Regions from separate parts of the Sus scrofa genome. Here region 2 is linked to region 1. Evidence: chromatin contacts called from public HiChIP or PLAC-seq data. All regions are on one chromosome and are shown on one strand. The core of a region is the stretch at or near the end of the contact, and the rest is flanking DNA. Distances in the headings are between cores, read along the strand shown. Region 1 holds the start of SBNO1 (protein strawberry notch homolog 1). Region 2 holds the start of TCTN2 (tectonic-2).

Region 1 (7,616 bases), core at 2,411-4,910:
CAGTATTTTTTAACCAAGTATTAGGGGAGTTTCCGTCATGGCTCAGTGGTTAACGAATCTGACTAGGAACGATGGGGTTGAGGATTCGATCCCTGGCCTTGCCCAGTGGGTCAAGGATCCGGCGTTGCCGTGAGCTGTGGTGTAGGTCACAGACGCAGCTCAGATCTGGCGTTGCTGTGTGGCTGCTGTGTGGCTCTGGCGTAGGCCAGTGGCTACAGCTCCAATCTCTGATTACATCCCTAGCCTGGGAATCTCCACATGCAGAGGATGCAGCCCTAGAAAAGACATTAAAAAAAAAAAAAAAAAACCCAAGTATTTTTCAAACTGCTGGTCATAACACATTGGGTTGTCAAATAATTTCAGTGCATTGTGACTAGTATTTTAAATATTTCAAGTATAGAATATTCAAATATTTTAAATACAGAATTAGAGCAGCACACACAGAGAGGGTAAACATTACTTCAGGAAACTCAGTGCTATGTGCGTATTATATACCAGGTCACAATGTAAAACATTTCTTACTGTGGAATGCAGTAAAAAGATTTGCAAATCATTGCTCTGTGCTACTTACTGTCTCTCAAGAAGTAAAAAGTTAACTGACAAGTTTTTTTCTTCTTCTTTTTAGGGCTGTAACTGTGGCATATGGAGATTCCCAGGCTGGGGGTCTAATCAGAGCTACAGCTGCCAGCCACAGCCACAGCAACGAGGGATCCGAGCGCACATCTGTGACCTACACCACAGCTCACGGCAACTCCAGATCCTTAACCCACTGAGCAAGGTGAGGGATCGAACCTGCAACCTCACGGTTCCTAGTTGAATTCGTTTCCACTGCGCCATGACAGAAACTCCTATTTTGACAAGGTTTGTACCATATTTTTTTAAGAAGAGTTCCTGATCTTCCAAAGTCTATCCATTTCATCTACAGAAAATTTCAGTGGTATCCCAAGACTGTCCATGATACTTTAGTAAGTTCAACCAGGAAAGTGGATCTGTCAATTAGCATTAAAGAAAAAGACAAGTGCAAAAACTTAAGGATTACATCATTTTGGTTATTAATTGACTACCTAATGGAAAACAATTCCACTCAGAAAGCATCTTTACTCCCTGAATTTCTGGCAGGCAAAGCATGAAAACCCAGAGCCTTATGAAAAATCAGCTAACTTGCTAAAACCACACCTCAGACCAGAGTGCTGTCTTCCTTCATGAGCAGGGCAGCAAGTCTTAAAGCTCAATTTAGACGCTAAGTAAAGCCAAAATGTATCTGTAACTAAAGTACTTGAGAAGAAAAAAGACTTTGAGAAGCATGAAGAGACTCTTCATACTGCATGATTTTAAATAGTAACCTCAACAAAGCCCATAAACACGTAAAACTGACACATAAGAACATTCAATGGATGAACGAATGAATGAATGGATGAATGAAGGAAGGAACTGTAAGCCACTAAGACTCCCTTTTTAACACCTACATAGCAACTAAAGTCAAATTTTATTTAAAACTCTTCAGAATCTTCTGGCATAAAATTAGGTTAGGAATAAAGTTACATTGAGAGATAAAAAGCAGAAGCCAAAGAAAAAAGTAAAGATGTCCTCTCTGGTGGATAAACTTTGGAAACAACTTCTTTAAACATAAAAAAGTTCCATTGTTTGCAAAATCGATGTCGCAAAACACCAATAGCAAATTCTGCATTTTATCTTAGAAGTTCTATACAAACTATCTTTTGTGCAGTGATTAAGGCTTTCCCCACTGCTCATGAAAATCTGTTTTGACTGCCGCAAATAACTGGGAAAAAATGAAATCCCTCTGCATTGTTAGCTGACTTAAGTGTCTGCAACTGCTAAGAGGAATCGCACTAGACTAACTCGGGTTTGACAGCTTTCTGGACCCTCCTGGCAGACTCTTTAGATACCCTATTCTGTCTCTAATTCTGGCTGCCTGAAGAATATGAAACATTTAAATCAACATAAACTGCTAATAATCAACTTTCAAAGGTCAAAGGGGGACCCAGTTTTAACCTCTCACCAACACGTGTTCAGTACAAACTTCCGGGTGAGGTTACAATTGGCTGCGCAATTCAATGGATAAAAACGTTGCTTTATTTGACTCTCATTTTCTCGCCCTTTCTTTTCCCACGTTTCTCCACCAGCGACTCCCCAAAACAAAAGCCTCCCACAGTAAACGGAGCATGCACATAAAAAGAGTTCCTCTGTGCGAGGATCAAGTTAGTGGTCCGCAAACATTAACCAAACAGAAGCACAAAGCCGGGGTGGAAAGGGGAGGAGCTGGATGCCAGGGTCAGGAAAGAAACAATCACAAGGGTTCAGGAACATCCAAATCTCCTCCGCGGTTAAACCGACCCCAAACCACTTCTGGGAAACCACCAGCGTATACTGGTTTGGGGAACTTTAGATGCTCGTTACGCCAAACGCTCTCAAAGTAAGCAAATCCCGGACCGCCTTTCCCTCCCTATAGATTCTTACTTAGGGTCCAAGAGGCGAGCGAACAAGCTCCAGGCAAAATTAACCTAATCACTGGGTGAAGCGTGAAGGTGGCCCCACGTGTCCCACGTACCGTCCCTACTGCCCTGAGAGCAAGGTAACAAGCAAACCGTAGGTGTGGGGGTCCACATCTTGGGCAACCCTGTCGCCTTCCGCACTCGCCCCGAACCAAAGCAATCCTCCAGCGGAAGACTTTTGAAGGGTTGTGGAGCTCACTTTCCTACGAGTCCGGGACCTCGCATCCCCTGGTCGAGACGGGGGAGCACGGGGGGCGATCCCGGCAGAGCCAGAGCTGGCGTCCGCAAACGCTGCCTCCTCGCCCAAACGGGGTGCCTTCGGTCTGGGACAGCGGGGCCCCAGGAGCCCGACAGCCCCACGCGCGGCGACCGCAGGGCCCGGCGCTGACCGACGGAGGAAGCCAGCGCGTCGGGGCCGCGGCCGGGACCGTGCCTCCGAGGACCCCGGGGCACGCAGCTGAGAGGGCAGCGAGGGGCGCGGGAGGCCCGAAGCCGGGGTGAGGTGGCGGCCCCCCCCAGCCTGGCCCCACACGGCCCCCTGAGGAGGGTGGGAGTGGGAGGCTGTCCGGGAGGAGGAGTGTGGAGACATAAAAGGGCTACAGGGAGGACTTACTTTCCCCACAGGATCTGACGCTGGAACACCTTCTCCCGGGCGGCGACAGCTTGAAGGACCAGAGGCGACTGGAGCGGAGGCGGCGGTGGCGGCGGCAGCAGCAGCGTCCGGCTCTGCCTACCTCCCCGCCGCCATCTTGACGCCCCTCCCCCAACCCCCCCCGCCCCACCGGGAGGGGGTGGGGCGACGGATGAGGCGCCGCGCGCACGCAGCGCGCGCCGCAGGACCCACGTGACTTCCTCCCTCCCCCCCCACCGCAAACCCCAGCCCCTCTCTCCGCCCCGCCTCTCTCCTAGGTGAAGGAAGATGATTTCCCCCCCCATCTTGGCCGCCCCCCGCCTTTTCCGCCAAGCACGGACTCCACCGGCTCCCGCCGACCCTGTACCAGTGGTTGAATCCAAAGGAATTCTGGAACCCAAACGGTCCATTATCGCGGCTCCGGGGTGGGCGAGGGGTGAGGGGGCCGGGTTTCCGAGAAGGGGGAGGGGGGGAAGACGAAGGCCGCCTAGGAGAGTCACGTGTCTACTGCTTCCGCCGGCGTTTGAAAGAATCGCGAGAGTTCGTTTTCCCCTCCTTTTCTCCCTCGCGGCATGTCGGGAGGAAGGTCTGTTCTGGGTTGCCCCGAGCAGGTCAGCCGGTGGGCCGTGCGCATGCGTCCCACACCTGCTTTCAACGTCGGGCAAGGAGGGGCTCGAAGCTGTTTTCGAAACCTTTTTGGTGCGTGGCTATGGCTCAGGAAGTTACCTAGTGGCGTCTTTGTCACTTTGAAAAACTCGTTACCTTAGTTAATTCTAGCAAGAAATTCTCGTAATGATTTCTTGTTAGGCTCTCCTAAAGCACTTTATTCAATGTGAGACCGCAAGGAACTCGGAGCCCCTCTACTGCTCCGACTGCTACAATCATATCCTAATGAGTGAGAGCGCAGTCAGCTCGGTTTCCTTTTTTCTCGCGCACGCACACACACACACACCTGGTAACCTGAACAAACTATTGCTCTGAATTAATGATTGCTGCATATCTGTCGCTACCGCCTCTCACTTCCTTATTTTTGTATTATCCATTATGATGATTATTATTGCTACTACTTTTAAGTGATCTAACAGAATAAACAAATTAACTTCTTGGTAACCCTTTTGTAAAGTCATTCTGAGAATGCTGTTTGAACCCGTTGCTTAGGTAATAGGCACGCCTAGGTGATTCTTGCCCCCTACTGGCGGTCGCTTTGCTGTCGCCTTGAGCTCAAAGCAGACCTAGTCATTCAAACACTTAGTTGTTAAGGTGTGAGCTCTTCAAGAGACAGTAAGGGGCTAGAGGAAAGGAAAAAAAGTAGTCATGGAGAGAATAATTATGAATCTTTCAACTTAGTGTTTTTATACATAAATATGCATTATATATGTATGCATGTAAATAAACATTTTAAAATGCCAACAAATCACTTTGCTACTGTTACTTTGTTTAATCCTCACACGCACATTAAAAACCTATGAAGGTTGGGGGGGGGTAGTTCCTGTGGTGGCTGAGCAGAAATGAATCTGACTAGCATCCATGAGGATGCGGGTTCCAACCCTGGCCTCGCTCAGTGGGTTGGGGATCTGGTGTTGCCATGAACTGTGGTATAGGTCGCAGAGGGAGCTCGAATCCCACATTGCTGTGGCTGTGGTGTAGGCCAGCAGCTACAGCTCAGATTGACCCCTTATAATAATAATAGTTCCATAAGAACAAGGCCTTCATCTGTCTTGTTCCCTACATTCCACTAGCCTGGTTTATGTCTAGTGTAGATGATGGCAAACAAGCAATTACAAATCTGTCACGTTATGAAAAGAAAGAAATACGAAAGAATGCAGCAAAGAAATCTAAGATGTTGTAGTTAATGCTTCAGTGTCTTTGGAGCTTGGTTGAAACAATTCAGTTTCAAAGTGGCCCCCAGGAGTTCCTGCCGTGGCGCAAAGGGATCAGCAGCGTCTTGGAAGTGCTGGGACACAGGTTTGATCCCCGGCCTGGCACAGTGGGTTAAGGATCCATCATTACTGCAGATTTGGCTTAGGTGGCAACTGTGGCTCAGATTTGATCCCTGGCCCAGGCACTCCATAGGCTGCGGGGCAGCCAAAAAAGAAAGAAAAAAATAGAGGCCCCCAAACAAGTTGTACACTAGGACTAGATGAATCCTAGATTGTGAAACCCAAGGTCTAACCTAGGAACTCCACCCTTTGAGGTACTTCCTGAGCATCTGAGCCAGATCCTTGCAGCTATCTCTGCATAATCTCTTTACCTTGAACCAAAGTAAAAGATGATGTTTCAGGGGATATTTATAATACAACTATACACATGCACCCAAACATTATGCATAATGTTATTCATTGCCGCACCATTTGTAGAAGCAAAAGATGGGGAACGACCTTAAGGTTTTCTGAAGAAAAGGTTAATTCACTAAGCTGGCACTCTCCTATAGCGAAAAAGTTGTTCAAAAGAATGGAGCACTTTCAAATAAATATAAATTTTTGTGTATATATATATAAATATATATATATATATATAAATTTGGGGGTTCCTTGTGGCTCAGCGGGTTAAGGTTCCAGTATTGTCACGTCTGGGGCTCTGGTTACTGCAGTGGCACAGGGCCTGGCCTGGGAACTTAAGCTGTGGGTGCAGTCAAAAAAAAAAAAAAAAGATAAAAGAATGGAGCACTTCTATCAACAAGAATATATAATGATATATTTTGCTCACATATACACTTGCAGCATCTCAGAATAAAAACACAAGTAGCAGTTATTCAAGGGATAGGAACTGAGATATGAGGGTCAGAGGCCAGGAGGAAGACTAGTTTGGTGCATCCAAACCAGAGGTACTGCTGAAAACAGATGATTCAGAAAAATCTCTATTCAGACATGGTATTGACTCTCCTCCCCCACCCCATGGCTATTTACACTATACTTGTCACTTCATTCAACAAATATTTATTGAGCCAGATACCATGTTAGAGGTTAGGGACACAAGTTTAAGAAAAACAATTTGAGGGGAAGGTGGGAGTGGTTCCTGCCCTTGAGATTAATCCCCTTACAGTGGAGTCCACTTTAATTCCCTTACAGTGGAGTCCACTTTAATCCCCAAATTACACAAAATGTAAACTTGTAACTGTGACACCGCTACATACAAGCTAATAGAGCCTATTAAAGAGAAGTTTGACCTCCTTAGAAAGTCAAGTCTTCCTTGGAGTGAGAACTGAGGAGAGATTTGGAAAGTAGGTGTTCACTAAGCAAAGAAAAGATGGAACTGCACTTCAAGAAGAAGAAACAGGGAGATCCCTGCTGGACCCGATAAGGATCCTGCAGTTGTCACTGCTGTGGCTCAGGGCACTGCTGTGCAGCGGGTTCCATCCCTGGCCTGGGAACTTCCTTATGTCATGGGTGCAGCACAAAAACAAAAACAAAAAACAGAAACAGCTCATGCAAATGTCCTGAAACAGACAGGAGTGAAGCAAAGAGAAGAGACAGTAACAAAGTAAATGCATCAGTTATTAAGATATTGTTTCTCAGCTCCAAACCCAAGCAAGCACGCTCTGCTTTGTGGTGCACAGGAGAACTACATTTCTGCTTTGCCAGCTGTTTCAGTGTTAGACTTTGCAAGAGGGAGACTGCTAGGTTGGAGGAGGAAAAGTTTCCTGTGAACGTCATCCCAGCAACACTTCTTTACCCTGGCATATGCATTCCCTTCCCATAGCAGCAGCTATATTCAGTTTGCAGTTTTTCCCACACTTGCAGAACAGGCCTCATCATGCCAAACTCTCCTCCCAGACACAAGAACCTGGAAGAGCCAGCCTCCACAAGGTCACTCTCTAAGCTCAGAGACACTAGCACCAGCTGGGCAGAACCACTCATTGGATTTTGGGTTTCAGCAACCTAGGGCCCCTCTTCTACATTTCTAAGCTTTTTTTAAATTTTTTTTTAAATATTTTTAGGCCTGCACTCACGGCATATGGAAGTTCCCAGGCTAGGGGTCTAATCGGAGCTGCAGCTGCTGGCCTACACCACAGCTCAAGGCAATGCCAGATCCTTAACAGGAATTGAACCTCCATCCTCATGGATACTAGCCGGGTTTGTTACCGCTGTGCCACGACAGGAATGCCAACATTTCTAAGTTTAAATTTACCAACCTATTCCTTTTGTCCCTTTAGCCTGAGTGGTAAGAACTGCTTCCTGCAGTTGCAACCTCTGTGATACCCCAAAATTCTCTTTCTCTCTCTCTCTCTCTCTCTTTTTTTTTTTTTTTTTCCCTGCCACACCTGCAGCATGTGGAAGTTCTGGGGCCAGGGATCAAACCTGTGCCAGAACAGTGACCCAAGCCACTCCAGTGATAATGCCGAATCCTTAACCGGCTGTGCTACAAGGGAACTCCTATGATATGGAATTTTGAGGGGCCTATAGAACATCCAAGTGGCGATGTCTAGCAAAGAGCTGGATGGAGACTACAACCCAAGGATCCAGATGGGGATT
Region 2 (7,616 bases), core at 3,085-5,584, 230 kb after region 1:
TGGAAAAAGTGACTATTTATGGAGGAGTGGTGTTAATCAAGATAGAACAGGTTACTTGAGTTAACAGTTAACTTCCACAATAGTCATCTAAATAAAACCCTTATCATCTAGATTGAGACTTAGCTGCAGATACTAGCAGATATTTATTCTTTTGTCTGACGGTATATGTTTGGACAAATTTATCCGAATGTTAGTTTGTCAGTGAATAACTCTAAAATCTGATTTAATATGAGTAAGGAGAGTGAGCACAGCGGTCTGATAGCAACTTTCTTTAAAAGCAATTGTGGGAAGAGCTTATTTGTGAAAGCCAATGTCTGGGTTCTGAGGGGGAATTTCTTGGGGAGAATGGCTTCTTTGCAGTTACATGTTACCCCCCACATAGAATTCATCCTTTTTTTTTGATGGGGGTGAGGGGAAGCATTGATATTAGAGAACTGTTCTCTAGAAGCTTTGGATTTAATACTGAAAAACTTAAGTTCAAAAGAAAAATTATTTGTAATTTCAGTGATAAAAAAACATATTTTTCGGAGTTCCTGTCATGGCTCAGTGGTTAACGAATCTGACTAGGAACCATGAGGTTTCGGGTTTGATCCCTAGCCTCGCTCAGTGGGTTAAGGATCTGGCGTTGCTGAGAGCTGTGGTGTAGATTGCAGACGTGACTCTGATCTCACGTTGCTGTGGCTGTGGTGTAGGCCAGCAGCAACAGCTCCGATTGGATCCCTAGCCTGGGATCCTCCATATGCCACGGGTGCAGCCCTAGAAAAAAAAGACAAAAAAAACAAAACCCAAAAAACATATTTTTCTATGTAAGCTTGAAGTTACTAAAACTCCCTTTAAATTCCATCATAATGTAGGAAGGGTTTTCATGAATGAGCTGGTTTGATTTTTTTTTTTTTTAAATATATTGAGATAAACCCATTTGTGTATACAACCTTGTATACAGATAAGATTTTACTTTTCTCTTGATACCCTTTCAGAAACTGAGTCTCATTGAAGCAATTGATGTTTGGTTAGATTATTTCAGGTAAAGTTTGTATTCTGGATTTATGATTTTGTTAACAAATACACACAAGATTTTGGTGATCACTTTTCAAATATTTATTAACCCTGAGTTTGAGAATCTGTCTCTTTAAAATAACTTAGGAGTTCCCTGGTGGCTCAGCAGATTAAGGATCTGGCGTCGTCACCGCTGTGGCTCAGGTTATTGCTTCGGTGAGGGTTCGATTCCTGGCCCGGGAACTTCCGAGTGCCATGGGCACGGCCGAAACAAAAATAAAACCCTTAGGAGTTCCCGTCGTGGCGCAGTGGTTAACGAATCTGACTAGGAACCATGAGGTTGCGGGTTCGGTCCCTGCCCTTGCTCGGTGGGTTAACGATCCGGTGTTGCCGTGAGCTGTGGTGTAGGTTGCAGACGCGGCTCGGATCCCGAGTTGCTGTGGCTCTGGCGTAGGCCGGTAGCTACAGCTCCGATTCAACCCCTAGCCTGGGAATCTCCATATGCCTCGGGAGCGGCCCAAGAAATAGCAACAACAACAACAACAACAACAACAAAAAGACAAAAGACAAAAAAATAACATAAAATAAAACCCTTAGCCTAAGTGTAATGGAGATCATTATTTTAAGTCTAAAAAATAAAGCAGCATATATCTAAAATATGAATAACCTCAAACAAGCTGATAAGGTTTTTAAAATTTGTTTTATCATTTGAAATGTTTTATGTACTTGCTTAATTCTTGTTTAAATTTTATGTTTAACTTGTGTTTATGGTTGGTATAAATTTTTATAATAAATTAATTTACATTTTCATATTTGCTTACATTATTTTCTCTTACTCATTTTTTATTTCATGCTCATTCAGTTCATCTTCAAGTGTGTACTTTTTAACTGGGTTTGGTCATATGTCTTGCCAAAACTACACAAAAATATTGTTATAAGTATTATACAATTATAGATTAGTATGAAGTTTTTAATATACAATTTCTAAGTATGAAAGATTTAGAATAAAGATTTAAATGTTTGCTTGTAATTTTATGTTGCGAGCAATATTAACAAAACTTCAATTATTTGGTATTTTCATTGGATAGAGCAGGCCAATTTTAAGGTGTATTTATACTTTGGTGTCAGAAAAATGGGATACTTTTTTAATCTTGTAATAGTTTTAAAGCCATGAAATTCTCTTACAGGGTAAATAATGAAATAGTTGTTAACTATCTAGCCTGCTATTCTAAAGGCAGTCGCTTAGGCTTTATCTGCAAAAGGATTAATGCTCTGTTTTAAAAAAAAAAATTGATTATTTTGTTTATTTCAAATAATCCAAACATGATTTGTAAAAGTATCAGTAGTTCCTCAAAGAGAGCATGAGATTTCCAGATCCTACTTCTTGCTGTGGCACAGTGGGTTAAGAATCCCACTGCAGGAGTTCCCGTCTTGGCTCAGTGGTTAATGAATCTGAAGTTGCAGGTTTGATCCCTGGCCTCGCTCGGTTGGTTAAGAATCTGGCATTGCCCTGAGCTGTGGCGTAGGCCGGCAGCAACAGTTCCGAGTCTACCTCTACCCTGGGAACCTCCATGTGCCACAGGTGTGGCCCTAAAAAGACAAAAAAAAAAAAAAAAAAAAAAAAAAATCCCATTGCAAAGGCTTGAGTGACTTCTGAGAAACCGGTTCTATCCCCTGCCTGGTGCAGTGGGTTAAAGGATCTGGTAGCGGCCTCAGACGCCATCCCTAGCACAGGAACCTTACATGGATGTAGCCATAAAAATAAGTAAATAAATAGATAAATAGTAAGTTTCCATTGTGGCTCAGCGGTAACCAGCTCTACTGACGGGGGATCAATGGGTTAAGGATCCCTCTTGCTGAGAGCTGTGGTGTAGGTGGCAGAGGCAGCTGGATCCCAGGTTGCTGGGGCGTAGGCCGGTAGCTGCAGCTCTGATTGGACCCCTAGCTGGGGCACTTCCATGTGCCATGGATGTGGCCCTAAAAAGACCAAAAATAAATCAGTAAATAGAAACAATTCTATAATTATAGAATTATAGCACTGCAGGCCAGCTTTTTGTTCCTCCACCTAAAAACTCCATAAAAATCAAGCTTATTATGCAAAGCAATGAAACTAGAACACACCCTCACACCATGCACAAAAATAAACTCCAAATGGCTGAAAGGCTTACATATACGACAGGACACCATCAAACTCCTAGAAGAAAACATAGGCAAAACACTCTCTGACATCAACATCATGAATATTTTCTCAGGTCAGTCTCCCAAAGCAATAGAAATTAGAGCAAAAATAAACCCATGGGACCTCATCAAACTGAAAAGCTTTTGCACAGCAAAGGAAACCAAAAAGAAAACAAAAAGACAACTTACAGAATGGGAGAAAATAGTTTCAAATGATGCAACTGACAAGGGCTTAATCTCTAGAATATATAAGCAACTTATACAACTCAACAGCAAAAAAAAACAATCAATCAATGGAAAAATGGGCAAAAGACCTGAAGAGACATTTCTCCAAAGAAGATATACAGATGGCCAACAAACACATGAAAAAATGCTCAACATCGCTGATTATAAGAGAAATGCAAATCAAAACTACCATGAGATACCACCTCACACCAGTCAGAATGGCCATCATTAATAAATCCACAAATAACAAGTGCTGGAGGGACTGTGGAGAAAAGGGAACCCTCCTGCACTGCTGGTGGGAATGTAAACTGGTACAGCCACTATGGAGAACAGTTTGGAGATAACTTAGAAATCTATACATAGAACTTCCATATGACCCTGCAATCCCACTCTTGGGCATCTATCCGGACAAAACTCTACTTAAAAGAGACACATGCACCCGCATGTTCATTGCAGCACTATTCACAATAGCCAAGACATGGAAACAACCCAAATGTCCATCGACAGAGGATTGGATTCGGAAGATGTGGTATATATACACAATGGAATACTACTCAGCCATAAAAAAGGATGACATAATGCCATTTGCAGCAACATGGATGGAACTAGAGAATCTCATCCTGAGTGAAATGAGCCAGAAAGACAAAGACAAATACCATATGATATCACTTATAACTGGAATCTAATATCCAGCACAAATGAACATCTCAGAAAAGAAAATCATGGACTTGGAGAAGAGACTTGTGGTTGCCTGATGGGAGGGGGAGGGAGTGGGAGGGATCGGGAGCTTGGGCTTATCAGACACAACTTAGAATAGATTTACAAGGAGATTCTGCTGAATAGCATTGAGAACTATGTCTAGATACTCATGTCGCAACAGAAGAAAGGGTGGGGGAAAAACTGTAATTGTAATGTATACAAGTAAGGATAACCTGACCCCCTTGCTGTACAGTGGGAAAATAAAAAAAAAATTTTTAAAAATCAAGCTTATTAAGGTTCTTGTTTAGCATCCAATACCTGTAGGGTAGCTCTTGCAGTATTACTGAATTAGCTCTGGGTGGGGGAATTCCCGGTTTCAAATTGGAGGCGCACGGCTACGGTTCTGTGATCCTTTCCGTGGATCCTTTACGTCCTCAAGCCGGGAGGACGTAAGGCCTGTGGGTGGGCCCGGGACGCTGCGGCCGGATTTGGGGGCGGGCTTTCCCTACGGCTATTCCAATCACGAAGCTCCGCTCCGTCAGGCCGGAGGCCAATTGGTGGTTGCCATAGCTCCGGGCGCGCTTGACAAGATGGTGGTAGCGAGGCAGTCAGGGCGGAGTTATGGCGTTCCAGAGTTTCCAGGCTTCTAAGGCCGGCGCGGTCCTGTGTTGCCGGCCACGGGAGATCCCAGGCATGCGCTTGCCGCCGCCAGTCTCTCTGCTCTTGGGGTTTCTCCTTCTGCAGGGAGTCTTCAGTCCGCTCTGGGGGGACCTGGGTGCGTAAGGCTGCGTAGGGGGCCAGCGGGACTGGGGCTGAGGGTGAGGACGAGGGTTTTGAGGCCTGATTTGGGTCTCCTCCCGGAGCTCTGGAAAACACTGCCTAAGAAAGTCACCACTCAGCGTAGGCAGCGACTCTGCAACTATTAACTCTTCCCTGTCCCTTTCGACTCTGCAACTATTAACTCTTCCCTGTCCCTTTCTCTCCACCTAGTTTTCATCCCTCCTGTCATCCGCATGTCTGGCCCTGCGGTCAGCGCGTCCCTGGTCGGAGGCACCGAGGATGTGACCGTGTCACTGACTCTGCTGCAGGACGAGATGGGTAAAGAGTCCGGCCCTTCCTGTAGGGAGGGAGGAGATTGGGACCAGGGCCAGGCCGCCCAAGAAGCTTAGTCCTCAGGGTTCCTGGCCTCTCTGACCGCTGAAAAGTTGGGATGAGCGGCTGCTGTGGACCAGAGGACCAAAAGACAGATTCAGTAAACGAAAACTTGAAATCATACTAGTTAGCATTCATTGTGCTATCTCCAGGTCTTAAATGCATTACTTCATTTTTCTCATATGAACAGTAGTATCTTTTAATCCCATTTAACACGTGAAGAAACTGAAGTTCAGAGAGTTTGTTGCTTGTCCAAAGCCACACAGCTTCCATCCTAGAAGCCTGATTCAGGAGTGCACCCCCTTAGTTGCCGGACAATACTGCCTTGCTTTCTAATCTTCTCTCCCGTAGGATTATTCCCAGTTCCCGATTGTCGAATGCTAAGCAATGAGACTGGAAACTGGAGTTTGACTGTCACCCCCAGTATGGTAAGACCAGAGGTAAAAGCCTTTTCAGTAGCATCTGCAGAGGCCCATAATTAGAGTTCCTGCATGGCTTTCTTGGTTGGACAAGATGGATCTTTCTCAGTGCTTGGAACTACCATGAAACTGTGGGCTATCAGATCACCTAGACACCTATCCAGCCCAGAGGTTCTTAGGAGTTTTTGAGTTAGTTTCAAAAAGTCTGTGAGGAGTTCCTGCTGTGATGCAGGGGGATTGGCAGTGTCTCTGAAGCACAGGAATGCAGGGTCCATCCTTGACCCAGCACAGTGGATTAAGGATCTGCCGCAGCTTGGATCTGATACCTGACTTGGAAATCCATATGCTTCTGGGGTGACACACACACACACACACACACACACACAAAAGAGGAAGTCTGTGAACACTCTGAAATTGTGTTTAAAATTGTGTGTGTGTGCACACTTGCATGCACATTTTTTTCTGATAAGGGTTGCCAGCTTCCATGAGATTATCAAATGGATCTGTGACCCAAAAGAGCTTCATACACCATTGATCTCACCTAAATCTGAGCTTATGTGTAAGGACACTTGAGCCTAGAGATATCAAATATTTTACATTTAATGAATGTTTTATTCAGTGCCCAGTGTGTGTAAAGTATCAACTTCAGGGATAAAGGCTGAGAAAGGCAGACTTTGCACCCCAGGAACCAGGTCTGTTTTCACGGACATTTTTTGTATTACATCTTCTGCTGGTAGCGTCTAGTACCTTTATAGGTGCTAGACAAACTGAGTTAACTTATCACACTTGTGTTCAGCTTTCTCTGAATACCTGAAAATTGCTTACTTTTATGTTAAGTTGAGGATTAGGAATCAGGGCTTGATATTGCCATAGGTTTACGTGGTAGAATTGAACAGAATGACGTCATCCTTGTGTACAGTTTTCCTTTTGTAAAATGAACCGAGGCTGATCGCAGTTTCCATTGTGTGCCCTTATAATTATAGATGCTGTTTTGAGTCACTATAAAAAATACAGCAATATTTTCCTTTCAGAATTCATTGGAAGTGACAGTGAGGTTGAAGAGAGATCTGCAGTCCTGTTCCTCTAATGAGACAGCTTCTTTCTCAGAGTCCCCGTGCATTGTCCAGACTCTTCTGGTTTCAGCCTCACGTAATTCGTCCTGTTTAGCACATCTACTCATTCAAGCAGAAATTTATGCCAACTCCTCTCTGGCCCATAATGCATCAGGCAAGTAAAATCTCTGACTATCAAAACCTTTACTGCAAACATTATCCGATTGTAAGTATACGCCATGTAATTTGTGTGCTTTACTCATGAATCTGTCTTGCTTTCCTATGCTTATTTTCCTTTTGTTTAATTTTAAAAGTTTCCACTTTGAATTATTTTACTTTAAGATTCATTGTATCTTGATCTGTTGTTTATATCTTTGTAAGCCACCTTAAATCCTTTTTGAGAGAAAGTCAAGTTTGTTTCCTTTTATTGATTCCTGTGACTAAATCTCAAAAGGAAGGGAAAGACTCATGAATGAGTTTACAGAAAACCAGCAGATTTTCAATGAACTCTTTTTTTTTTTTTTTTTGCTTTTTAGGGCCGCACCCACAGCATATAGAGGTTCCCAGGCTAGGGGTGGAATCAGAGCTGTAGCTGCTGGCCTACACCACAGCCACAGCAATACCAGATCCGAGCCGTGTCTGCGACCTACACCACAGCTCACGGCAACGTCAGATCCTTAACCCACTAAGCGATTCCAGGGATGGAACCTGAAACCTCATGGTTCCTACTCGGATTTGTTAACCACTGAGCCGTGACAGGAACTCCTCAGTGAACTCTTTTGATATCCAGCTCCCTTTTCCCAAGGCAGCAGGCTAAATTTTGCCTATAGAAAACACACATTCCCTTCTTAAAGAACAAACACAGTAATAATGCACAATTTGCTGTTCTGTACCT

The links. HiChIP or PLAC-seq counts read pairs in DNA pulled down with a chosen protein or histone mark.
Region 2: a contact with region 1 is called in an H3K27ac HiChIP or PLAC-seq map of skeletal muscle. The contact joins the promoter of TCTN2 here to the promoter of SBNO1 in region 1.

Annotation. Positions count from the first base shown.
Region 1 is chr14:29,555,147-29,562,762 of Sscrofa11.1, reverse strand. It overlaps SBNO1 (protein strawberry notch homolog 1), which reads right to left and starts at 3,660. Exons shown (of 31, transcript XM_021073996.1): 1 at 3,127-3,660.
Region 2 is chr14:29,329,781-29,337,396 of Sscrofa11.1, reverse strand. TCTN2 (tectonic-2) reads left to right here and starts at 4,334. Exons shown (of 18, transcript XM_021072256.1): 1 at 4,334-4,873; 2 at 5,089-5,196; 3 at 5,602-5,690; 4 at 6,701-6,896. The coding sequence starts at 4,720. GTF2H3 (general transcription factor IIH subunit 3) reads left to right here. Exons shown (of 13, transcript XM_021072258.1): 13 at 1-1,682.